Linked DNA regions of Mus musculus: all the other regions are linked to region 2. Evidence: chromatin contacts called from public Hi-C, HiChIP or PLAC-seq and promoter capture Hi-C data. All regions are on one chromosome and are shown on one strand. The core of a region is the stretch at or near the end of the contact, and the rest is flanking DNA. Distances in the headings are between cores, read along the strand shown. Region 1 holds the start of Dnajc5 (DnaJ heat shock protein family (Hsp40) member C5). Region 2 holds the start of Osbpl2 (oxysterol binding protein-like 2). Region 3 holds the start of Pcmtd2 (protein-L-isoaspartate (D-aspartate) O-methyltransferase domain containing 2). Region 4 holds the start of Tcea2 (transcription elongation factor A (SII), 2). Region 5 holds the start of Arfrp1 (ADP-ribosylation factor related protein 1).

Evidence for each region. Hi-C and Micro-C count contacts between places; a contact is called where the count stands out from the background. HiChIP or PLAC-seq counts read pairs in DNA pulled down with a chosen protein or histone mark. Capture Hi-C pulls out chosen DNA fragments and counts their contacts.
Region 1: an H3K27ac HiChIP or PLAC-seq map of microglia shows a contact between it and region 2, with 4 times the contacts expected there. The contact joins the promoter of Dnajc5 here to the promoter of Osbpl2 in region 2. A contact is called at or near these places in 2 of 115 datasets of contacts at active chromatin or transcription factors (large pre-B cells and microglia).
Region 3: a contact with region 2 is called in a Hi-C map of B cells, with 6 read pairs. The contact joins the promoter of Pcmtd2 here to the promoter of Osbpl2 in region 2. A contact is called at or near these places in 1 of 39 promoter capture datasets (pre-B cells) and 1 of 484 Hi-C or Micro-C datasets (B cells).
Region 4: a contact with region 2 is called in a promoter capture Hi-C map of adipose tissue, with 2.1 times the contacts expected there. The contact joins the promoter of Tcea2 here to the promoter of Osbpl2 in region 2. A contact is called at or near these places in 2 of 9 other capture datasets (adipose tissue and liver).
Region 5: a promoter capture Hi-C map of adipose tissue shows a contact between it and region 2, with 2.3 times the contacts expected there. The contact joins the promoter of Arfrp1 here to the promoter of Osbpl2 in region 2. A contact is called at or near these places in 1 of 115 datasets of contacts at active chromatin or transcription factors (embryonic stem cells) and 1 of 9 other capture datasets (adipose tissue).

Annotation. Positions count from the first base shown.
Region 1 is chr2:181,517,840-181,522,667 of GRCm38.p6, forward strand. It overlaps Dnajc5 (DnaJ heat shock protein family (Hsp40) member C5), which reads left to right and starts at 2,646. Exons shown (of 5, transcript NM_016775.3): 1 at 2,646-2,858. It overlaps Tpd52l2 (tumor protein D52-like 2), which reads left to right. Exons shown (of 9, transcript NM_001373959.1): 9 at 1-123.
Region 2 is chr2:180,116,627-180,121,596 of GRCm38.p6, forward strand. Osbpl2 (oxysterol binding protein-like 2) reads left to right here and starts at 2,680. Exons shown (of 14, transcript NM_144500.4): 1 at 2,680-2,843.
Region 3 is chr2:181,835,558-181,840,544 of GRCm38.p6, forward strand. It overlaps Pcmtd2 (protein-L-isoaspartate (D-aspartate) O-methyltransferase domain containing 2), which reads left to right and starts at 2,297. Exons shown (of 7, transcript NM_153594.3): 1 at 2,297-2,427.
Region 4 is chr2:181,678,371-181,683,182 of GRCm38.p6, forward strand. Tcea2 (transcription elongation factor A (SII), 2) reads left to right here and starts at 1,927. Exons shown (of 10, transcript NM_009326.3): 1 at 1,927-2,105. The coding sequence starts at 2,037.
Region 5 is chr2:181,363,269-181,368,028 of GRCm38.p6, forward strand. Arfrp1 (ADP-ribosylation factor related protein 1) reads right to left here and starts at 2,136. Exons shown (of 8, transcript NM_029702.4): 1 at 1,951-2,136; 2 at 1,337-1,443; 3 at 1,043-1,130; 4 at 746-828. The coding sequence starts at 1,429. It overlaps Zgpat (zinc finger, CCCH-type with G patch domain), which reads left to right and starts at 2,155. Exons shown (of 6, transcript NM_001048148.1): 1 at 2,155-2,984. The coding sequence starts at 2,404.

The DNA.
Region 1 (4,828 bases), core at 1,396-3,895, 1.4 Mb after region 2:
GTGTGAGGCCAGCCTGGTCTATGAAGAGAGTTCAAAGATAGCAAGGGCTACACAAAAAAACCCTGTCTATAAATCAAGGTTACAGTTAGGTTATAAATAAACAAATAAACAAGCTTGCTAATTTGTGAACATTTGTAAGGTTTTTTTTTTTAAACATGCTTTTGGAGTTTACTGTGAAGAACTGTCACAAGCATTGTGTGTGTGTGTTGTAGCCATTCTTTGCCTATAGTTATTGTGTGTAGTTTAATGACTATATTTCATTTGAATGTGCTTATTTGTACAGTTGGGCAGTTTTCCATATTTACTTATAAGTTTTCTCTTTCTCCTTTTTTGTTTATTTTGTTGACACGTGGTTTCTCTGTGTACCCCTGGCTGTCCTGGAACTTGCTCTGTAGACCAGGCTGGCCTTGAACTCACAGAGATCTACCTGCCTCTGCCTCCCAAGTGCTGAGAATAAACTGTCTGCTGCCACCCCTTGGCCATTTTCATTATTATAAATGGCATTACTATAGACATCTCAATGCATAAAACTTATGTATTTGGAGACTAAAAAGTATCCTAGATATGGAGGTAATCATTTAAGGTCTGATTCATCTTTGCAAATTCCCAACACAGCTTCATAGCTTCTGTCTTCAGTTGGTTCCAGGTCAATTCCATTATCTCTTCCAACTGTGGAATCGTTTGCTCATGTTCTCACTCTCAAAGGTCATTATATAGCTATATGTCATTATATAGCTCTTACCTTAGATTCAGAACCTTCTGTCTCTGCTAGGATGACAGGCATGCATCTCTATAGCTAGCTTTCCTTCTTCAGTCAATAGATAACCTGGCCTTTCTGCTTATTGGGTTTCTTGTTTTGTTTGTTTGTTTGTTTGTTTTTGGCTACTTGCTTGATGTTGCACAACTTACTAAGTTTCTTGAGCTATCTGCTGACAATCTGGGCCTAGAACATGTGCCAATTCAAATTCAGCCAGCGTGCAAAAAGGTATAAGATGAAGGGAGAAGACACTGTTAGAAAAGATTGGAATTTATTTAATGCGTTATGGGAGGCCTTAAGTATTATCTGCTTTGTTTTTGAAAGCTGACTTGAAGACAGACAGCAATAGTGGCACATATATCTTGTTGGTTAACCAACAGCTGTTTAATTGGACTTTATGCCTGCTCAATAAGAGAGAAATCACGCCTGATCCTGGAAACCTAGGCGACTATCTGGGGCTAGTGAAGTCATGGATCACGTTGCTAAACCAGCATAGTCCCTAATTACATCCTAAATACTCATCCCTACACCTATAGGTTAAGTGTAGTTCTCACTCTTCATCAAGGAAAACATCTTCTCCAGATAGAGATCATTACAGAAATTGAAACTGATCAGAATGCAGATTGGTGGAGCCCAGTCCCCACAGATAGAACTCCACCACAAGTCCTGAACTTAAGGCTCAGAGATCATTGTGGAAGAAGGGGAGGAAAAGCTGCAACAACCAGAGGACCAGACAGTTCGCTCTAAGATTTATCTCCTTAAAATGTCAGAGAAGCTACATCCGTGAAGTAACATAACCAACATGGCTGCCTAACTGACCTGAGCAAGGACAACATCAGCTAAGCATGGTGTAAGGGAGAAAGCGCACAGGGCCTCAATCCTAGCTAACTAAGGAATTCTGAGAGCTGGAGAAATAATCAGTTTTAGGGAAGAACATAGAAATTGGTTTTCCCATAGCAAATGATCAGCCTTGAAAACATATACCTACTTAACATACAGACTGAATAGGCTGTATTTATATATTTAGGAGCTATATCACAACAAAGAAGAGGCTATGAATTTGAAAGGGTGAGTGTGTGTGTGTGTGTGTGTGTGTGAATATGAGAGGTTTGGAGAGAGGCAGGGGAAAAATGATGTAATTATAATCCAAAAAGATTATAAGAAAAAATGGTGGGCAGGCAAGAATGAAAGTAAAGCTGTAGGAACACTGGCCAGGAAGATTGGTAGCTCTGGAATAAAAAAGCACAGCACTTGAAATTGTTTGTTACAGCGTAAGTAGGCAAGGGTCACTAGGTTTATTACTTAGTAAGTGAACAGAGTGAACAAGGATTGTATGAGACAGAGTGGGAAGAAAAGTCCTTAACCGTCCACGCATATCATTGCAGACGATTCCTAAAGGATCGCTAAATAATGGCGGTTGATTTTTCAGTGACTGGGAAGAAAGGCAGGAAAGTCTTTTCTGGGTGGTCTCCAGGGATGAACGAAAATGTCAGTCCCAAGGCAGTACCTTGAGACGAAAATGAAGGTCTCCCTCTCTAGTTTTTTGGTAAGTAGTAATAAATTTTTTGAGGCTTATATGAAGCACTGAGCAAACAACTGGAAGAAGAGCAGTTTTACTCGCGGAGTGCCACTTGCCTGCCTTCCAGAGGCGAACCCGCAAGCCTAGGCCTTGCCTCTGCTCCCGGGCTGTAGCTTCCGGCTTAGTAGCTGCAGGCTCCGCCCACCACCTTAACCCTTCCCGGTGATCGTCAACTGGGGCGCAACCTTTCGGGGACCGAGTTCTACCGGAGCTCCGGAGCTTTCGTGCGGCGCTGCCACATTGGCTCCGACTATGGGCGGGGCCTCAGTGTTGGGTTCTAGGCGCTTGCGCAGCCAGCTCTGACCTGCCAGAACACACGTCTTTTTCCGGGGGCGCGCGTGCCAGTGAGTGAGCGTGCGCGTTCTTGCTGCCGCCAGTGTTGCTTCCGCCGTCCTCTGCCGCTGCTACGGCTGTCGCCGCCCGGGATCCTCAGGCCGAGCAGTAGGCCGGCCGGCTGCCCACCACTGCCCCGGGACGGAAAGCGGAGCCGCGGAACCGGTGGACCGGCGGGCGTGCCGACAGGTGAGCTCACTCTCCAGTGGCTCTCAAATTAGGTGGGGCCGCGGGGTTCAAGCTGCCGGAGCCGGGCAAAGGGGAGGGGAAGTGGGGCGAGGGCGCCGCAGCAGGAGGTGAAAGCTGCCCGCAGCGGAAATGGCGGCGACCCTCAGCAGCGGCGGCGAGCCCGGCCCTGGGCACCACTAGGCCCTGCTCGACCTTGCGCACGGCGGGGCGGCGCGGAGACGAGGCTTTCCGGGCCAACTCCGGTTCGCACGCGCGGCCGCCTCCGCGGCTCCCGGAACGCAGAAACTGGTGTGTAGGGAGGCGGGCAGTAAAGGCTCCGAGGCTTGTTCACATTCTGGGACGCAGAAATTGCCTTATAGTTGTAAATTTCAAAGGCATTTGATGTATAAAAAAACCCCTAGTTTATATACCTAGGGACGACATTTTAAGAGGCGATTTTGTGTCGTGCTCTTTGGGGAGAGAATTAGGGACTCATTCGTTTAGGCTCCAACTTGTGTTATATGGCTGGATTAAAGACTTGTTTTTCCTTGTGTCTAGGAGATGATTTCTCCGAATTCATTAAGTGCATCTTCGGAAAAATAATGCAAAAGGTAGCTTTAATTTGTTTTCAGATTGGACTTTGGGGAAATTGGGTCGCCGTTTGTTGGACGCTCAGCTGATCATTCATCCTTTATAGGCAGTGTGTCTCAATTGCTAGTGGTTTGTCTGTTTAAACATCAAAACGCTACTTAATAACACAAAGAATTATATTGTCCCATATATTGTCGTGGTTGCCTAAAGACAAAACTCTAATCGTAGGATAATTTTGTTCATTTATTTGCTTTCTTTAAGGAAAGCGTGATCTGTTAGGTGACATTAAAAGCCAGGACTTTCCGCAGTTTCTAACTTAATATGTGTTACGAATCTGTTACCTGTATCAGTATTTTCATACTTAGGCTGGCCCTGTGTGTGTGGACCGCAAGTGTGGAGCCAGTGGAGCCTCTAAATTCGTTCGGGTTTGGGAACAGGGTACCTGCCCTTGGATTCTTTAAGCACCGTGCCGCACAATCTCTTTGCCCCAGCAGCCTCCTTGCTAGTCTCTTAACCAATTTAAGTGCTCAACCCTTGACATTTTTTTCATGACCACTCTCATGTTCCTGTTATGTGAGATATCCTTCGTTTCTACTCCTCTGTTATTCCACTGTGTACTGCTGTAACTAGTCTACTGTCGAATGTTAGACTCTCTGCTTTACTTTTCCCCTCCTTGCTTAATTGTATACAGCACTTGACTCTTCGTTTACTGTGTTAACATATTTAACATTGTTTTTTAGTTAAGGTTTTGTTTTGTTTAGGATAGTCAGATAGTATGTGCCCAGTAAATACTTACGGAATGAATGGAAATGAGTTTAGTAGCAGCTAGGCTATTACCCTTTCACCAGGAAGCCAATTAGTGAGTAGTGAGCGCTTAAGAATCACCAGGCTTCTGTATCCTCAAGGACAGAGCCACCAACTTTCCCCTGCCCTTTGGGGGTGGGAGGGGGGCAGTCAGTTAAGAGAAAGGGCTTATACTTTCCTGTAAAATCACTTTACAACTTTTGGGGGGTGGGGCAGGAGGAGGATTGGTTTTTCAAGACTAGGTTTCTCTCTGGCTTGCCCTGATACTTGCTCTATGGACAGTGTGCACCATGGCCTTGAACTCAGAGATCCACCTGCCTCTGCCTTCCAAGTACTGGGCCTACAGGGGTGCGATACGATTATCAGCCAGCTCTGTAACTTTCGATTTGTGATTTTTCAGAGCTAAAAGCTTTTAAAAGATATGCTACTGGTTCAGTAAAAAGGCTCTTAGAAATTTTGTCTTTGGTTACTTGTCTCAGGACTTGAGGTGAAGGTGATATGAAGTCTTCCGATTCTTTAGTCATTGTGGAGAAGTTGTTTTTGTGAACAGGATCTTGCTATAGTTCAAGCTAACTTGCAAGTTGTGTTGCTCCTGC
Region 2 (4,970 bases), core at 1,430-3,929:
GTTCGTGTTGCTATCTGGCTGTGACCACCCACAGCGCCAGCTGTGGTCAAGGGAGGCCTTGCGTGGGTCTTGCGAGACACAGGCAGATGGCCCACCCTTGAGGAAGGGGTAGTTCCCGCCCTAGTCAAGAAGACAGAGGGATTCTGTCAGGGAGCCTCTGGCCTCCATTCTAAGCCCTCAGAGTTGGCTTGACCTCCAGGATCTATCCTGTAATCTCCCACCTCCACTTAGCACTTGGGACTGGATGTATCCTTTATTTATACCATGTGGGGTGGGGCAGCACCCTCATGGCATCCCATTGTGTCCCAGGAGCTGTTCAGGAAGGAACACACTCCCCAAACAGTCCTTTGGCACTTCTCAGATGCTGAGAGCACTCAAAGCTACAGCTACTCAGGGGTCCTGTGACATGGAATCTGATCTTGTGGCCCTCAGCCATAGCCCCTTCAGGAAACTCAGGGCAGATCCTGGTCTGGAGTCTGGGCATAGCCAGACTGCTGGTCCATCAGACGTCTCTGTGCCTTGCCCTCTGGAGGCATTAACTGGGTTGAGACCCAGTCTGACATCCGTAAAGTGGGAGCAATGACATTCGTCTCCCTGGTCAGCTGCTGACATGGGGGAACTGGAAGGGACATGGACATAATGAAACACTTTGGGGGCATTTTGACTATCACTATCTGCACTGTCATGGCCGGGCGCAGAGCCAACTCTTCCTCTTTCTACACCCTACTAGTCCATCCTAGAGGACATTGCCACTCGGCGAAGATGGAGAGAGCCCCTCCCCTACTGACAGGGATGCTGAGCCACCCAGCCCTGCACCTGAGGCTGCTGAAAGGTGGCAGCAGCTCCTAAAGGGGGCAGAGAGCCAGGAGCAGTGTTAGGTACCTGTCAGCTCACCTTTTACCTAGAGGTAAAAGCGGAAGTGAGGAACTCAAGGCTCTCCTCAGCCACAGCTGGAAGACAGGTGGTTGGAATGCCACCCCGGCCCCAGGGTCAGCCCATCTACTACACAGCTTGAGTAGGGATGCCCAGCCCAACCTGGGTGGTTATTCTGCCCAGATGGCAGGGCCCTGTAGCTCAAAGTCCAAAAACAGGTTAGGTAAGCTGTGTCCCTCTGAGGCTTGTCTCTTGGAGAGGGGCTGATCTTGGAGATTTAGGTAAGGGTGTGGGTGGTGGTGGGTTTCTGAGCTAGTCTTGGCCAGGCCCCCAGAAAAACTGCAGAACCTGGTCAGTCTGACTATCTCCGTGGCAACCGGCTAGCTGTCCTTGTCCTGGCTGGGGGGCCAGCTGCCGCACCCTTCCATCAGCCCTCAGCGGGCTGGAGTTGCTTTCTTCAGAGGTAACCATGGCAACGCCTTTGTTTCGGAAGCCTGGCCCGCCTCCCTCTGTCTCTCTCTTTAGGAGCTGAGCGTGCAGGGGGCTCTTTTCCAGTCCCAGCACGTCTCTCCTGCGCCAGTGAGAAGGGGCCACCAGAAAGCCAGGCTGTCCCTGGGGTGGGAGCTAGAGAGGCAGACAGGGTCTGCTGGGCCACTCCGTGTTTGCAGAGGACTTGAGTATCTGCAGAGTGGGCCACAGAGGCGGGGGGGGGGGGGGACGGGACACGACACGGACCTGTGTGTGAGTGTGAGCACCACCTTACTGGAGGAAGAAGTGTGGCCTTGGAGAAGAATCCTTCATTATGTGCTGAAGAAGGTTCATGGGGGGCATTTAGAACCCCTTTGCTAAAGCCTCAGACTGGCTTAGCAAAAAACCCAAGTAATTACTCAAGTAACTGGAAAGCCTTGGACTGATGTCAGGTGCAGCTGGCCCTGGATGACCTGGGGGACTTGGTTCCTCCTTGGTTTCCTGCTTTCAAACGACCTATAGCGGCCCTCACCTCACTTGCTTCTGGGTAGGTTTGTGAAAGACAAGAGACATCTAACTTGCTTCCCTCAGGTTTGACACTGAGCTGAACCTCCTGGCTAGGATCGGACCACAAGTCCCATACCTTTGCAATTCCTGTGCCCTGCAAAGTCCTATGCAAGTCAGTAGCCATCTTGATTCATGTCACTTCACCTTTCTCAAACCAGACCCCACATTCCAATGTGATGAGGAGGCTGGGGAACCCTGGCTACAGAGAAAACTGAGTGTTCAGAGAGGTCAGATAGCTTTTCTGAGGCCAAACAGGCTGCAGGCGTGTCCCCAGAGATTCTGAGTTTAACCAGGAGCCACTGCAGACCACAGGGCGCCTAAGGGTGTTAAACAGGATGAACCGGCCAGGGAGGCCACTGGAGGGGTAAACTGGCCCCAGGGTATGTTAAGTCACGATTGGCGCGCAAAGGCCGGCGGCCACATTTGCCATTTGTTCATACCCCAGCAACCGTGAGAAGCGTCTGCGGGGTCGGGAGCCAAAGGGTGGGTCTAGCCCAGCGCCAGCCTGGGATCGTTCACGCCCAGCCACCTGACTCACTGTTTGTAAACTAGCCTCTCCCAAGGTCACTCCCCTTCCTCCTGCCTCCCCTTCCTTCTAGCTCCAGTATCTGCATAAACCCACCTTCTCCAAGGGGTGATTGGCTGGGCGCGCCGCCACTCCCCCGTGTGAGCCGGATTATGATAGGGCCGAGGGAGAAGCTGTCCGGAGAACGTGATCGGCATGGTTCCGCCCCCGGCGCGGCCTGCGGGCCGAGCGTTGATTGGCCAGGCGGCGGCTGACGGACGGCGCGGGGCGCGGCGAGCGGCGAGCAGCACGGCGGGCTGTAGGTCGGAGAGGCGCGGGCCGCACTTCCGCTTGGGTGTCAGAGGGTTGCCGGCTGCGGTCGGGGGCGGGGCGGCCGTGGGGTCGGCGACTCCGCGGGGACCGCGTTCGGGTGAGTGGGCTGCAGCGGGGCGGGCGCGCGGGGACGGGTCTCGGGGAGGCCCATTTGCCACCTAGGCCGCGGCTGGGCTCGGGCTGGAGAGTCGCGGCGCTAGGCCGCCGGGAGTGTGGACGACCGCGGGAGGGACGGGGCCCCGTGGGGCTCCAGCGAGGTCCGCGGTCGCACGCGAGGGACTCCGGCGTTCTCCCTTTGCTGGGCGAGCCGCGCATCCCCTCGGGGCGCGCGGGGAACTTGGTGCCCGCGTGGCCTCAGGTCCGAGGGCCTATGTCTCCACAGCAGAGTCGGAGCGCGCCTTCAGACCTGCACCAGCGAGGCAGCCAGGGCTGTCCGCGCTGAGTGCGGTTGGTGGGCCCCGCGTGGAGGCGGAGGCACCGGCGGCGGCGCTCTGTCCCCCTTGCTCCTCCGAGACGCTGCGGCCGAGTGGGGCGCCTCAGTCTTGAGAGTTGGACAAGCTTTTGAGTTATGTTCTTGTGGGTCGGCCTTTGCACATCTGGATCAGTGGTTCTGTGGGGCTCTGCACACACTCGGAGGAGGCCTTCGTGTAGGCTAGGCTCCATATTGTCAGAGATGTTGATGGGACAGCTCCTGAGTGGGAGCCTCAGGGATGGGGAACTGCTGACCCTTTCTGCAGAGAGCCTGGACCCTGCTAACTGTCACCTGTCATCTCTCCCACCTTCACTTCTTGCTTGTGGCATGTGACATCTGGTGTACCAGTAAGAGATACATATGGGTCAGTCGTCTGCAGTGGGCTCTGACAAGCAACAGGTGCTCCAAAGTGTTAGTTCACTGATGTGAGTAAGGAAACAGGAACATTTGAGTGGACACATTGTCCGTCGCCTCCCATTGCCTCTGATGGTGCCAACTAAAGGGTGACAATGAGGAAATGGGTGGCTGCATGTCCTCCATAGAATCTACCTTCCTGTTTGCCCCAGGTACTGTCTGGTAATAACAACTCTTATCTCAGGGGACGCTAATTTTGAGCAATTATTTGCTCTAGATCATTAGAAGCATGAGTCTTACAGCAGTCACTAACATTACCTTTATTCCCAAGGAAAAGAGAGCTCAAGTAGCTTACTTCAGAGCACCTAGTAGCAAATTAAGTAACAAAGGTACCGAAACCCAGACTTCCTTTTTCTCTCTCTCTTTTTTTTTTTTTTTTTTTTTTTGTTGTTGGTAAGGATGAGCATGGCCTTATGCCCGTTGAGATAAGAAAGCAGCCTCTTTATCCCCAGCTTTACTTTTTGATATTGTAATATAATTACATCATTTCCTCCAATCCCCTAGTAGTTCCTCTGCTCTCTTCTGTGGCCTCTACTTTTTGGATTATTGTTACATATGTATATGTGTGTATGTATTATGTATCCTTAAATGCATGAGTTGTACCTGCTCAGTTTGTGTAATGTTACTTGTACTTATATGCTTCCAGGGCTGATCATTTAGTATTGGATACCAGTTTGTGTGTTCTTTACACTCATTTTGTTACTTTTGAGGAGGATCTGATGTAACTGGGTAGGCTCAAATGTAATTGAGCATGACCTTGAATTTCTGGTCCTCCGTGTTCTGGATTACAGGTATGCATCATAGCCCTGGTGAGTTCATATTCTTTTTGTTGTTTTGTTTTTGAGACAGGGTTCCACTGTGTAACACTGGCTGGCCTGAAACTTGATTTTGTAGATCATACTGACCTCCAACTCAACGATCTGCCTGCCTCTGCCTTCTACTTGGTGGACATTTGAGGCCAGCCTGGTCTACATAATGAGTTCCAGGATAGCCAGGGCTACATAGAGCAACCCTGACTTGAAAAGCAAAAAACAAACAAAAAAATGCTAAGTGAAAAAAATTTTTTTCTGCTTTGACACAGGACCTTACTCTGTAGTCCAAACTGTCTAGACCCACCCCCAGTCCATCTACTTCAGCTGGGATTATAAAAACCTTATATGAAAGTTAGGCTGGGTGTGGTGGAACACACCTTTAACACTCAAGAGGCAGAACCAGGTGTATCTCTACAAGTTTAAGATCTGTCTAGTCTACATAGTGAATTCCAGAACAGTCAGGGCTATGTGGACAGACCCTGTCTCAAAAATACCCTCTCCCTAAAACATACTACATAGATATATG
Region 3 (4,987 bases), core at 1,047-3,546, 1.7 Mb after region 2:
GGCTGTTTGCAGTTTGTTAGTAGTTGTGCTCAAAAAAGAAACAAGAAGAAAGAAATTTGATTCACAGATATCTCTCTCTTCCTTCTGTCCTTCTTTCTCTCCTATCTATTGATACAGGATGATGCAGTGGGGAGGGGCAGTGGGTAAAGGGTGAGAAAAAGAACCCACAAAGTAGCTAAGTCCAGCTACAAAGTTGGGCATGGTTCAGAGCTGGGGAAGCAGAGACAGGAGGATCCCTGGGGCTTTCTGGGTTAAACTCCAGGTTTAGTGAGAGATAGTTGTCTCAAAAAATAAGGTAGAGAGAAATAAAGGAAGCGACTAGACATTGATCTCTGGCCTCTACATGTACATACACACATGTTCATGTATACTTATTTACATATGCATGCAAACACCACAGACACACCAAATTTAAAAAAAGCAATTAAGTGTGTAAGGTTGCTACATGTCCTTTCATAGCTCAGTAGCTCACTTTTCAAAAAATCCCTGATTAAAACAGTTATGTGGCTATACCTCCCATCTATTTAATATTTTTTGTTGCTTCTAATGTTTGATGATTACAAATGAAGCTGTTATACTACCTACATGTGCTGGTTTTGTGTATAGTGGTAAATATCTAGGAATTCAAATGGTGATTTTTTAAAAAGTTTTATGTATGTTGGAATAGTTTTGTACAGCCCTGGCTAGTCTTGAACCTATTACACTGCCAAAGTATGACCTTAATCTCCTGGTCCTTCTTCCTCCACCACTAAGTGCTGGCATTACACTTGTTTGCTGTCACATCTTCTAAGACGTTGCTTAGTTCAGTAGCAAACTGACAAACTATTTTCCAGAGTATCTTTATTATTGCTCATTCCCACCAGCAATGAAAGTGATGTGCTGCTGTTGCTCTACATCCTCACCAGTATTTGGTGAATTATAGATTTTATAAATTTTGGCTATTCTAATAGGTGTGTATTGATATCTCATTGTTTTATAAATCTGCATCACCTAATGACAAATTATGTTGATATGTTCATATGCTCATTTGCCATCTGTATATTTCCTTTGCTGAGTCATATGTTCATAGCTTTTTCCCGTTTCTATTTGTGCTGTTTATTTTCTTATTGTTGAGTTTTAAGGATTTTTAGAAATCCTTTATCAGATATGTGTTTTGGGAATATTGTTTTTCAGTCTATGTCTTACCTTTTTATTCTTCTGACAGTATATTTTACAGAGAAATGATGCCAGTGTTAAAAAGATATATTTTACCTTTAAGTGTGTGTGTGTGTGTGTGTGTGTGTGTGTGTGTGTGCACATGCCTGAGTGCCTGCAAAGGCCAAGTGTCTTGGGTACTGGAAATCAAATTTGGAAGAGCTATGTCTCTATTATTTTTACACGTGGATGTCTAATTATTCCAGCATCTTTTGTTGAAAAGACCAGCACTCCTCCATTGAATTGTATTTGTTCTCTTATCAAAGGTGAGTTTACTATATTTGTATAGCTCTAACCTAAGTTTTGTATTTGATAGCATCAATTTATTTCCCCCATATGACTCTTGATTACTGTAATTTTAATAGTAAGTCATGAAATCAGATGTTGTTAGGCCTATACTTTTGTTTTGTTTTGTTTTTGATCAATATTGTGTTATCTAGTTCGGGTCTTTAGCCTTCCCACGCAAACTTTAAAAAATAGTAGAATCATTTTCTCCTCATTCGTACCACAATCAACTGCAGGTTGAGTGACTTTCTTACAGCTATTGACTCAGGCGTCCAGACTCCTTCCTTCTTGACACTACTTCCTTCAACATGTACCCTCCAAGCAGTATAGAGGAGATGTGCAATCCCAATGAAATAGAACAAAAACTCAGAACAATCTTGAAAGGTAGCCCTAAAGATCACTTAGACTTTGGTCTATTTTGTAGGTTTCTTAGAAGTGGCCAGAACTGCTGGTTCAAGGTTCAAGTGTGCAGATGGCCATCCCCTGGACCAGGTAGCCTGGCAGGGTCAGGGCCGGCAGTCATTTGTGTTGTAACTCCTGCAGGAGAGTGGACCCAATCTATCACTCTTGTTTCTTAACTCCTGCCTTTTCTACTGTGGGGGCTTTGTCCTTGAGTGGACATAAGCAGGCAAAATGCCCTTCTCCCGTCGACACGCCAGCATCTTCTCATATCATTAGGCCGGGATATGCTCGGAGACCACCTAGTGACTGACCAATCAGGCAGGGACACACTTAACTCAAACCAGTGGGTGGAAAGTGGCAGGCTCGTGGGCTGTGCCGTTGCCCCTTTAAGAGTGTCCTCCAACCGCACATGCTCAGTTCAGGTAGAGCCCGCGCACGCGCAGAGGTAGCAGCGGATGTTTACAGCGGCTGAGGTCCGTCCGAAGCGACAGAAGCGTCTGAAGAACTGCTCTCCGAGACTCAATACGGGGGCTGCTGAGCGCCGAGGTAGAGCCGTCTCTGCCCCTCGGCCCTTCCCTCCATATCCCTTCTCCAGCTCTGGTTACCCGTTCCCCAGCGTCCGTGTATCTTACCATCTCCGAGAGTTTCGAACCCCAGCGCCTGTCACCCCCGCCCCCCCATCTCCCTGCCCAGCACCTCCCTCCCCTCCAGCGTGCCCCCCCACCCCCCGCCTGTTGCTAATTCTGGGATCTGATTGCTCTAGTTCTACAACCTATTTCTAATTAAGTAGGAAATGTTTGCAATTAGCTCAAGGGCAAGTCGGGCATTGACCATGATTGAAACAAATTATACCTAGGGTGGATATTGGGAAGAAGGCAGAGTATCCTACAGAGGAGAAAAAAAAGACCCCTTTGGGGAAAGATCTAAAGTAGCTGGAGAGAACCCCTGGGGCCTGGACCCTTTGTTTCTTTATTAGGCCTGTGCCTCTGCCATCAACTCCGTCATCTTGAGTATCTGCCCTCTGCTCTCTTGGGCCCTGCACTGTTGTTCTCTGTTCTTATTGAAGACATTGCTAAAGTGGGCTCCATTACGTCTGGTAGGTTGTCTCTAGAACGAGGTATTTAAGAGGCTCAGCACTGATTATATATAAAGGGAATTGAAGTGGGCCCTCTTGAGGTGGTGGCATTTGGTCTCTCCTTTTGCCCTGGCTTTTCTCCATCCTCCTCTGAGACCTTGCTGGGAGACTTGGGAGAAGGGACTCATTTTTCTTTTTTTCTTTTCTTTTCTTTTTTTTTTTAATTTCGGTTAGTCCCAAAGCTTTTCCACGCACGAAACAGTAGGAATTGTCCCTAGTCAGTACATACTACTGGTCAGCTTTCATTCAGATGCAGACCACAAGTGATATGCATTTGAGGCACACCCTCCAAGAGTTCTGGTTTTCAAGACAAGAAGCCTTGGCTATTTTCCTCGTTCTGCTGGCAGGATGATGGTTTAGAATACATGTTCCTAGCAAGGTATCCCCTAAGAAAGTGACATCCACTTGACTGTGGGCCAGCTGTCGCAGTTTTTTCAAACGCAGTATAGATATGAAACAGGGTTCTTTAGTCCAGCTTCACTTGTGTTGTTGTTGTCCACTTGGGGTCCTGTGCTGCTCAGTTTTTTTCCTATGCCCTTTTCTTCTGTTGGCCTGTGCTAATCAGTTCTGAATGGGAACTGTAATAAGCATTACAGCAAGTAGCAAAGTGTGTATCGTAGGGTAGTAAAGGAAGGACAATCTCCTAAAAAATAGTTCTTTGCTTTCAGTTGGAATCTACTGCACTGCATTCTTGTGCAGTGATACTGTTTGGTTTGGAGAGAGTATTTTCAAGTATGTTTTAGGGCTTTCTTTCTTTCTTTTGACATGGTGACTGATCACATCTATCTCAGCAGCAAGTAGTGATGCTTCTATGCAAGGCAATATTAGATTGTCAGACAAAGCTAATACTAAGTACCACACTCTATCATTATTCACCCACTCTCCACCAAAAGCAATTGATAGGGCTACCTTGGTGTTCTGTGTAGTCTAGAGAATGATCTACAATAGTCACACTTTCTGTTTTAAATGAGTGAATTTATTAAGTATATATAGCAAGCAAAAGTAAAAGAACTAGTTAGTAACAGAAGTAGTTGATAGAAAACATCAAGTTGAGTATTCACTTTAGTAGGGATGACTGGGATAGCACAGTTGAGAGACCAAACAAAAGGTAACAGCAGAAATCATCTGCGAAAATTCCATTTGAAGCAGCCATTTGAAATTCCTGATAGAGAACCCAAGTGAAGCTTCCAAGTTAAGAAAAATAGATAGATAGATAGTAGATAGATAACATCATCAAGTTGGGCACTTACAGTCATCTAGTAGAAATCAACTGGAGAAGTTGAGGCTGTCGGTTGGAGTTACCAATTGAACTTTCTTTTCTCTCCATGTTTGAGATTGCCATGGCTGAACTTCTGGTTTCTTGTTTCTACCAAGGCATTTTTATACCATGCAATAAACAGTCTTGTAAATGGCTAGTCTTTTAGCTATTCTCAAGGACAAATTGTTTTACTCTTGCGCTGTTTTGTTCTTCCTTTCACCCATCATAGAATTAGGTACCCACCAAGCTCCAGGAAGAGGTACTTTGGAGAACATTTGGAGACTACTAGAAACAAACATACTGGCGTTGGTACAGGAGAGTCCTCACTCTCATCATCCACTTTCAACAGACTTAAACAGCATATGACAGTTTACCAACACAATGCACATTATACTTGATTATCAAAGTATTAACAAGAAGTTAACAAAGAATGGTGTTCTTTTGTGAGTCTTTAACACCTGTATCCATATTGTGTACAAAACAAAAGCCTTTGGCTAAACAGTGCTGGTTTTACCACAGCTCCTCTGGCAGTCTGTGACTGTGAGCAGTTTAGTAACTCAGACCAGCTTGCCTTACCTTCTGATGTTCAATGTAGTGCTGTCTGGTAGGTAGTAGCTATAAAAACAGGTGGCTGATTTTTATTATTATTATTATTACTGGAATTCTTTTAATGTGGAATTAGCTTTTACTTCAGTAAAAAAATTCAGTAACAT
Region 4 (4,812 bases), core at 677-3,176, 1.6 Mb after region 2:
TGTGTCCTCCACCACCTTCAGAAGGCTAGGGTAGAGGACAACACCACACTGGAGCGAACACCTGGGTGAATCTATGGTCTAGATGTTTGGTGGGGAGGTTCCACTGAAGATAAAGCTCTGAAAGTCAGCAAGGTGTATGGGGGTGGGGTGAGGTGGGGGAGAATCTGGGGTGGGAGGTGACTTTTCTGATCAAGGGCCAGAAGGTTCGATTTGGAGCTCTTGTAGGATCTGGGATCAGGACTTTTTGTTTCTGAAACATGTCTCTCATATACATATCTGAGGATAACCTTCAACTTCTGGCCTTCCTGTCTCTATCACCCAAGTGCTGAGTGAACAGGCACGTACCTGTGATGCCTGGTTTGTATGCAGTACGGTGGATTGAACCCAGGGCTTCCTACATGCTAAACAAAATACTATCAACTGCGCTTTCTAAAGTTGGAATTTTCTAAGGTTGCAATGTGGAAATATCTGGCTGGTGAGTACCAACCCCACAAGTAAGGACCCCTCAGGATTGAACACACCTTTGATCTGGCTTCTTGTGACATAGCTCCCCTGCTGGTGATCTACTGGATTTTCCTCAGGAAAGAGCCTGTTCTTGAGCAGATCTGTGGGTGGCTCCTGCCACCTACAGGCTGCTGTTGCTCATCATTGGGACCAGTCAGAGCTGGGACTACTCAGTAGGCAGTCCCTTGATGGGGTCAAGTCATCAGCCAAACACAGCATGGCTGAAGGTCCTGTGGTTCTCTTACTGCCTGTCTTGTGGTAGGGTCCTGAAAGCATTAATTCAGTACTCAAACACAGGGTTCCCTTTCCCAGAATTTTTGTTGTTGTTGTTGGGTTTAGCTTAGAGCAAGGGCCCAGCTCTCAGTAAAGGGCAGAATGAGAGGTGGTATGAAACTAGAGAGCTGGGTTCAGCCATCACTGCACCTCTGGAAAAGCTTTGTTGCCTTCAAGAAGTTCCATGCCTTTTTCTTATGGTAAAGATGTCATAACTGATTAAAACGGTCAGCTTAGGTCATTTGTGTATGTCATTTGCACTCTGGCCTCCTGGGTACAAAAAAATTCAGATTGACTTTTAGTACCAGCACACCTGCCACCATGTATAGGACAGAAGAAGAGCAGAGCACCATTCTCCCTTTCCTGGACGTGGTTAGGGTCTTCCTGAGGTAATGCCTCAGTAGCGGATTGCCTCAGTACCCTGCCCTGTTCTCAGTGTAAAATATGAATCGGAGGCTCCTGATCGCAGCCTCTGTCATTGTCACTTCACAGGTTGGGAGACTGAGACGTACAACAATGTGCAGAACTTGGGGTTTATACCGTTAGGTTGACTTCAGAACCTGAATAGTTCTCCCCACTCCCACCCCCCACCCCCGAGACAGGGTTTCTCTGTGTAACCCTGAATGTATTGGAACTAGCTCTGTAGACCAGGCTGACCTTGAACTCACAGGGATCTGCTTGACTCTCTATCTCTCGAGTGCAGGGATTAAAAAGGCATGAGCCTACATTGCTTGGCTAAAGCCTGAATTCTTGCGGAGAAACCGTTTCAGAGTCCCGGCCACCTGCGCAGCGCCAAGAAAGCCCCCAAACTCGGCTTGGTACCAAGTGAAGTGTGTGGAGTGAGCTGAGTGACTCTCGGAAGTGGAGGCGATCTAAGTGCACTAGTGAAGGCGCGACCGGCCGCCAGGGCAAGCTGCTCAGATGGGTTGAATTAAAGACCTGAGCGCAGTAGGGTTGTCCTTCTCCCTCCTCTAGGTCCTCCCTCCCCCTGGCATTCGGTGGGCACGTGGGGCCGTGGTCCGGCGGAGATACCTGCGGAACTACCTTTTCCAGCGGGCAATCAGGCCGCAGGCCGCAGGCCGCGCAGTCGTCTGGGAGTTGTGGTCCCGGGGGCGGGGACTCTTTTTTTTTTTTTTTTTTTTTAATTCTGTCGCACGCGGCCGCCAGGCGGAGGTTTGGACCGCGGATCTAGGCGGCGGCGGCGGCCGAGGTCAGGCCGGGCGGCGCAACCGGCACAACCCGCCGCCACCGAGGTAGTGATGGGCAAGGAGGAAGAGATTGCTCGTATCGCCCGGAGGCTGGACAAAATGGTGACCAGGAAGAACGCGGTGAGGGGCGCGGGCCGCCAGGACCCTGGGGCCCCGCTCCGCGGAGACCGTCTGAGCCTACCCTCGGGCAGAGTGATACCTAGCCCAGTCAGTCGAGACCCCTTGCCCAGGCCCGCCCTCCACCCTGTCCTGGGACTGCCGCTTCGCAATGGACGCCGCGTTGACCGAAAGCTACCCTCTGTTCGTCGCCCAGCGGTGGCCGCGGGCGTCCCTGGCCCAGCCGTTGTCTCCCCTGTCTGCCCCCCACCCTTCAGCACCAGGTTTCTCTTAATAAATTTTTCCCCTGCTTAGTCAGGCCTCAGGCAACAGCAAGTCGGTTTGGGCAGACAGTTGAGCCTGTGGCGTTGAGACCCCTGGCCAGTGTGGGCTTGGCAGTCCAGCCTGCCTTCCGACCATGGTCACCTGCGTAGCCTTTGAGGAGCATCCTTAGGGGATGATGGCACCTGCAATCTTGCCTTCCGTGGGTGGGAAGGGACTTAGGAGGTGGCTTTAAGACTGAGTGACTCTAGAGCATCCGCAGCACCGCTCTGAGGGCAGCCCAGATAGTGGCTGAGTCATGAGTCTGTACAGCCTCCCCAGGACTGTGCTTGAAGTAGAAGGCTGCAGGACAGCTTTTGGGGATGAGCAGGATTGCTCTAGGGGTTGGAGGGCTGGGGTCTAAAACAGGAAGTAGGTTAAGTGCCCACATAAGCCTTTACACTGGAAACAGAACCCACTTTGCAATCATCTGGGCTACAGAGGCCCTGCTGGAGCTTCTTTCCGGTAAGAGAAAGCACAAATGACAAACTTGGAACTAAGGGTGGCAGAGATAGGATGGGAATCCAAAGGGAGACCCAGTAAGGATGGAAGGCCACAGATAGGACTGTACAGTTGAGAAGGGAACCTGCAGAGGTTCCAGTAGTCCTTGAGAGAGGCTCCTTGGAACAGCTGATGGTTTATCTGGGTTTTCATTATGGGAGTGCAGGGCTATTGTGGATGCATGCCCCTGGCTCCAAGGATCAGGTCTTCTTAGCAAAGTCAGCCACCTCAGGGCTGATTGGTGTACAGCTTACTAACTTAGGGCCATGAAACAAGGCTGCAGCCTGAGCAGATAAGTCACACAGATTGAAGGGTCAGCCCCAGCCCCTACCACGGCTGGATGGGTTGGTTTTCTCTGCCTCTTTGTGGCATATAAAGACAAATGAGCTCATAGTGGAAACTTGGAGGACAGCAAACACAATAGTGTTGGGTGTTAGAAGAAAAGGCTGTCTCAGTTGTAGGAAGGAGGTGTTTGAATATAACCTGGAAGTGGTAAAGAGAAGAGCAGCCTTAAGCAGAGTGAGGTTTAAGGTAGGAACCAGAGGAGCCTGCCTACCCTTGAGGTTCAAAGAACAGAGCTTAGGCAGAGGAAGAAAATCAGGGTTTTCTGTTACAGTACCTAGGAGGAGGGTGGTGACCAGTCTGGAAAAGAGATAAAAAGTGAGACTATGGGATTTGTAGGTGCTGGCTTTAAGAAAAACTTCCCTTTGTATATTTAATTTTATTTATTTTACATTTGTTATCTCGGTGAGTGTGTAAGTATGAGGACAACCCCTGGAAATTGGTTATCTCCTCCCACCATTTGGGCTCTGGAGATTGAACTTAGGTTGTACAGCTTGTTGGCACCTTTATCTGCTGAGTCAACTCACCTGCCCACCCCTTTGATAGTGGGTATTGAACCCAGGGCCTTAACTTACCAAGTGAGAGCTTTATCACAGCTGTGTCTACACAGCCCTCTCTTTACTTTGTTTTAAGACAAGGTCTCATTAAGATGCCCATGCTAATCTTGAATTCACTCTGAAACTCAGGTAAGCTTTGAACTTTTGATCCTCTTGCCCCAGCCTCCTAAGTATCTCTGAGATGATAAGGCCTGTGTCACCAGGTTTGGTAGTTTTCAATTAGCAATAATTGTGCCTCTGATAAACCTTGTTGGCTATGGTGCTGTTACTTTGCAAATCTGTGGCTGGAGTAGAGATTCCTGAGAGTTTAGGTAGAGGCTTTTAAGGTAGGAACAGGAAGAGCCTGCCTACTCTGGAGGTGCAGCCTGCCTGTAGATGCTGGGGAAAAGCCAGGGCAGAGGAAGGCAGCCAGGGTTGTCTGTTACAGTACCCAGGAGTAGTGCTGCCCTGATGGGTAGGCGCTTTGAGGAGAGGCTGCTCTCCCACCACAGCACAGATGGACCAAGGTTAAAGAACCCGTGCTATACCCGTGAATGTCCTTCCGTGTTGAGCAGGAGTTGGGGCATTTATTTTCTCTAGTAGTTTGTTCAGTGTCCTCCTGTGGTTAGTTACCATGATGTCTGGAGATCACCGTAGATGCAGGATGAGAAACCCCCTGATCTTTGAGGAGAGCACTGTTGAGCTGTTTGCCTCTATTCCTGCCCTATGGCAGGAGCAGTAAAAAGCCCCTGTTGTGATGTAGGAACAGGTATGGAGTGCTCTGGGAATCTCAGGGTAGAGGAGTGGCTTCTTTCTGACATGTAAGTTGCCCCCTGGTGATGACAAAGAGGTAGGATTGTCCACTATGCCCCCTGACAAGTGTTTTCTGTGTAATCCTGGCCATTCTGGAACTCCTGGCCTCACTCTGTAGGCCAGGCTGGCCTTTAACTCAAGATTCACCAGCCTCTGCATCCTGAATCCTGGGGTTAAAGACATGCACCACCACTACCCAGCATCCACTAAGGTTTAAA
Region 5 (4,760 bases), core at 886-3,385, 1.2 Mb after region 2:
ATCTAAAAGAACAAGCTAGAATGAAGCAGACAGACTCAGAGAACACAGGTTTTGGGCCCTCCCTGTCTATGAACTGCCATTTTTATCCACCTGTTAGAGGATAGGCTATAGTCCTCACTGAGTTCCTCAGTAAGCGCTCTGCATAGACTACCCTAATGAACAATGCTTCTTTCTTTGGGATTGAAGAAAAGATTGGGTACTCCCTGGGGGAATTCCCTTGATGTCACTTTCGTGGTGACTCTAGCCCTGGTTTTTACCAGAGTGAGACAGAAAGCAACTTGGGAACCTGGGATAGGATCCAAGAAAAAACCTTTAGACAGAGCCATGTGTATGATAAGCAGGTAAAAGTGGTTGCTACACAAGCCTGATAATCCGAGTTTGATCCTTGGAACCCACATTAAGGTGAGAAAAACAGTCTACAAATTAGCCCCGTCGCCCACACGCATGCTGTGACACGCACCCCTCCCCCAATAAAAATAACTTAAAACCCGGCAGTGGTGGCACACGCCTTTAATCCCAGCACTTGGGAGGCAGAGGCAGGCAGATTTCTGAGTTCAAGGCCAGCCTGGTCTACAGAGTGAGTTCCAGGACAGCCAGGGCTACACAGAGAAACCCTGTCTCGAAAAACCAGAAAAACTTAAAAAAAAAAATTAGAAAATCTTTGGGGTAAATGTGGAACTCTCACAGAAAAGACTATGAGGGGCCATCTAGAGAAAAACAGGATCAAACAGGTAATGTGTCTTACCTTGTCCCACAAAGACTGCAGCTCTTCCTGCCCACCTAAGTCCCAAAACATGAGACGAGCCTTTCCCACGTCCACAGTGCCAACTGGAAAGAGTACAGAAAGAGCTAGCTCCTGACCTTTACACACAAGGTTCCAGCTCTCCCCAGGATGGGACAAACCATTCTGGTACCAATCCTAGGGAACTTGAACACAGAATAGAAAGACAGGGTTTTGACCACTGGTCAGCTGGGTTGTGGACCTTACAGCATCCATCTCTAAGGGACCTCCTAAGATCATATCCCTAAGGTGCCCCCTTACTGTTTAGACCCACGGTAGTGGTGATTTTGGATAGACTCATCCCCTTGTAGTTCTTGTTAAAGCGTGTTTTTGACTGTTCCAGGAAAGTCTGAGGAAAAAAAGAGAGGGGGTTAGATAGCAGCAGCTAGAGTAGTTTTCTGGTGTCCTTCCCACCTATCCCTTCACACCCATGCAGCCATGCACGCCTCTGCCTGTGGCTTGATCTTCAGGAGGCTGGTGACTACTAACCTGTAGCCTTGGGGCGGGGGTTAGATCAGGCAGGGAATGGGAACTGGTGAGAGAGCAGGGACCTACCGTCTTCCCAGCATTGTCCAGGCCCAGGATCAGGATGCAGTATTCATCCTTCTGGAACATGTACTTGTACAATCCCGAAAGCAGCGTGTACATCCTGTTCTGGCACCCTGAGAGATGTCAATGTGTGTACCGGGGGCATCGGCCTCCTGCCCTGCCCGCTTCATCAGCGGTCCGCCTCTCCTGCTAGTTTTCAAATGTGTAGCCTCGCGGATCCTGACTCTTCGCCCCCATCCCGCCTCTTCTGTTAAAATCCCTGACCCTGATTCCCCCGATGCCATCGCTGACCACGTGCTAGACCTGGGCCACTCCCACTTAATGTCATCTTTCATAATGCACCATCAATTCGGAGTCCTGAAAAGCCCGTGGCGGCCTGCTCTGCTCCGCCTTCCTAAGGCTCCTCTTTCCGAACCCTCAACTCAGAACCAGGAAACGCGGCCGGCGACTTAAGTCTAGGAAGCGACCAGAGAGGCAGAGCTCCTGAGGAGGGTCGGCTTCGGCTTCCCGCCGCCGCCGGGCCCACGGAGCCTGGGAACCAGCAGCTGAAGCCACTTCCGTCCCCCTGTTCCAGGACTTTAGAACCCCGGCCCCTCAGTCCAGCTGAGGCCCACCCGTACCTGCTCAGATCTTGGAGGAGGAGCCGCCGCCGCCGCCGCCGCCGCCGCCGCGTTCCTAACCCCACCGACCTCACGCTGACCCCTCACAGTGCCTGACGGAACAAGGAGCGAAGGACGGAGCACGGGCGGAATCGCATCCCAGCGGCCCCCGCGCGCAGGTACTTCCGGCAGCTTCGGCTCTCCGGCGGAAGTGCCCGGCGGAGGGCAGAAGGCTAGCGCGTGAGCTTGGCTGGCGAGGGCGGAAGCCCTTCTAGCCTGCGAGCGCCGGCCGGAGGTGGGGTTGCGGGCCGCAGAGGACGGGGCGGGTGACGTGCAGGTCCCCCTCGGCGGAACCGCGGCCCTCCTCAGGCTCCCTAGCGGTTTTGGGGGCGGCGTTGCCCTGAGTTGTTCTTACTGCTCTTCCTCCTGTTTTTGTCTGCGGTAAAGGTTCCGAATCCTGCCTGCTGGGTCGGGATGGACGAGGACAACCTAGAGACTGCCCTGCAGACCTACCGGGCCCAGCTGCAGCAGGTAGAGCTGGCGCTCGGTGCTGGCCTAGACGCTTCTGAGCAGGCGGACCTGCGTCAGCTGCAGGGCGATCTAAAGGAGCTGATTGAGCTCACCGAGGCCAGCCTGTTGTCGGTCAGAAAGAGCAAGCTGCTGTCTACAGTGGACCAGGAGAGCCCAGCTCAAGAGGATGCTGAGTACCTGGCTTTCCAGAAGGCCATTGCGGAGGAAGTGGAAGCGCCCGGCGCCCCCTGCAATGACTCGGAGACGGCCCCTGGGAGCGAGGTGCAGCCGGGATCCACCTCCTCTGCACTGGAGGAGGAGGAGGAGGACCCAGATCTGGAGGAACTGAGCGGTGCTAAAGTGAATGCCCCCTACTACAGCGCTTGGGGCACGCTGGAGTATCACAACGCTATGGTAGTGGGCGCCGAAGAGGCGGAGGATGGTTCTGCGTGCGTCCGAGTCCTCTACCTATACCCTACCCACAAGTCCCTGAAGCCCTGTCCGTTCTTCCTGGAGGGAAAGTGCCGGTTCAAGGAGAACTGCAGGTAAAACCCTCTGCTGCTAGCAATGAAGGGCACGCAGTCGGGACCACCGCTGTGGCCTGTCGCCACAACTAGTTTGGCACCCAGCAGAGTTGGTAATAGAGTCCAAACCTTAGGTGACTGACAGGCTTTTACAGAAGTGTTCTCCGTGTGTTTACTTAGATTTTTCTTGCATACATCAAGAAGTTTGAAAGAGCTTATGTTGAAAAGATAGGGCAATCCTTCATCAATATTCTTCTCCAAGGTGTAAAACTTTTTTTTTCCCCTTTGAGATAGCAGTGTAGTAACTCTCGATGTCCTTGAATTCTTGATCCGTCAGCAACTCTACTACATCCTGAACGCCTTCAGTTTCCAAATGCTAGGATTACAGGTGGAGGCCACCACTTCTACTGGGCTACATCTCCAGCTCGGAACCTTTTTTCTTTTTTTCTCTTTTTAAAAATTTATTGACTATGCTGAGGATGGAATTAGGGCCTCCAGCACACCAGGCAACCAACTACTGTACACCTTAGCCCCATCCCAGCTCCTGTAGTTTGCATAGTCTTACAGAAAATTTCAAACACATAATCTCTTGCTGACTTGCCCTACCTTCCCCCCCACCCCCCGTGCTACTTGAAAGCACCTTTCACAAGTTACATCTTTTTCTCTCACCCTCAAATACTTCAGAATGTAGCTGAAATAATAATTACTAAAACTGATTTATGTCTTTTTTTTTTTTTAACTCAGTCATCCAGAATAACCCTCTAGTACTTTGAATTTATTTATTTTAGGCCACTAAAATAAAAAGATTTGTTCTATTATAATGGTAGTAGTGAACTAAAATTAGTTTCACTTGGCAGGATTTTAGGCAGGGCTAGAGCCTTGGAAGTCTGAGGGCAGAATCCAGAACCCATTTCTTTGTCCATTTTTCTTTAAGGTTGTTATTATTATTTTATTTTGATTTTTAAAAAAATATATTTTAAAGATTTATTTATTTTGCTGGGCATTGGTGGCGCACACCTTTGATCCCAGCACTTGGGAGGCAGAGGCAAGCAGATTTCTGAGTTCGAGGACAGCCTGGTCTACAGAGTGAGTTCCAGGACAGCCAGGGCTACACAGAAAAACCCTGTCTGGAAAAACCAAAAAAAAAAAAAAAATTATTTATGTATGTGAGCACACTGTTGCTCTCTTCAGACACATGAGAGGAGGGCATCAGCTCTCATTGCAGATGGTTGTGAGCCACCATGTGGTTGCTGGGAATTGAACTCAATACCTCTGGAAGAGCAGTCAGTGCTCTTAACCACTGAGCCATCCCTCCAGCCCCTTATTTTGACTTATTTATTTTTTACTTTTTTAATGTTTTTCTCTAAAGATCCATCGGTTGCTTTTGTCTCATTTTGTTTTGGTAAGGTGGTTTGATACATGGTCTCTATGTAATCCTGGCTGTCCTGGACTACATACAGCTATGAAAGGCCTTGGCTGGCCTTGAACTCACTACCGAAAGGCTGGGATTAAAAGTTTGCACCATGGCCTGACTATTTTAGGCTTTTTTGAGACAGAGTTTCTCTAGTAGTCCTGGTGGATTTCCTGGAACTTACTATATAGATCTGGCTAGCCTGGAACTCAGAGGCATGCACTACCATTTCTGGCTAAGATATATTTTTAGTTAGTGTGTTTGTGTGTGTGTGTGTGTGTACGTGTGTACGTGTGTACGTGTGTACAGGTGCCAGAAGAGGGTATAGGATCTCCTAGAGCTGGCGTTCCAGGTGGTGGTGGTGACCTGCCGAACATAGATCCTGG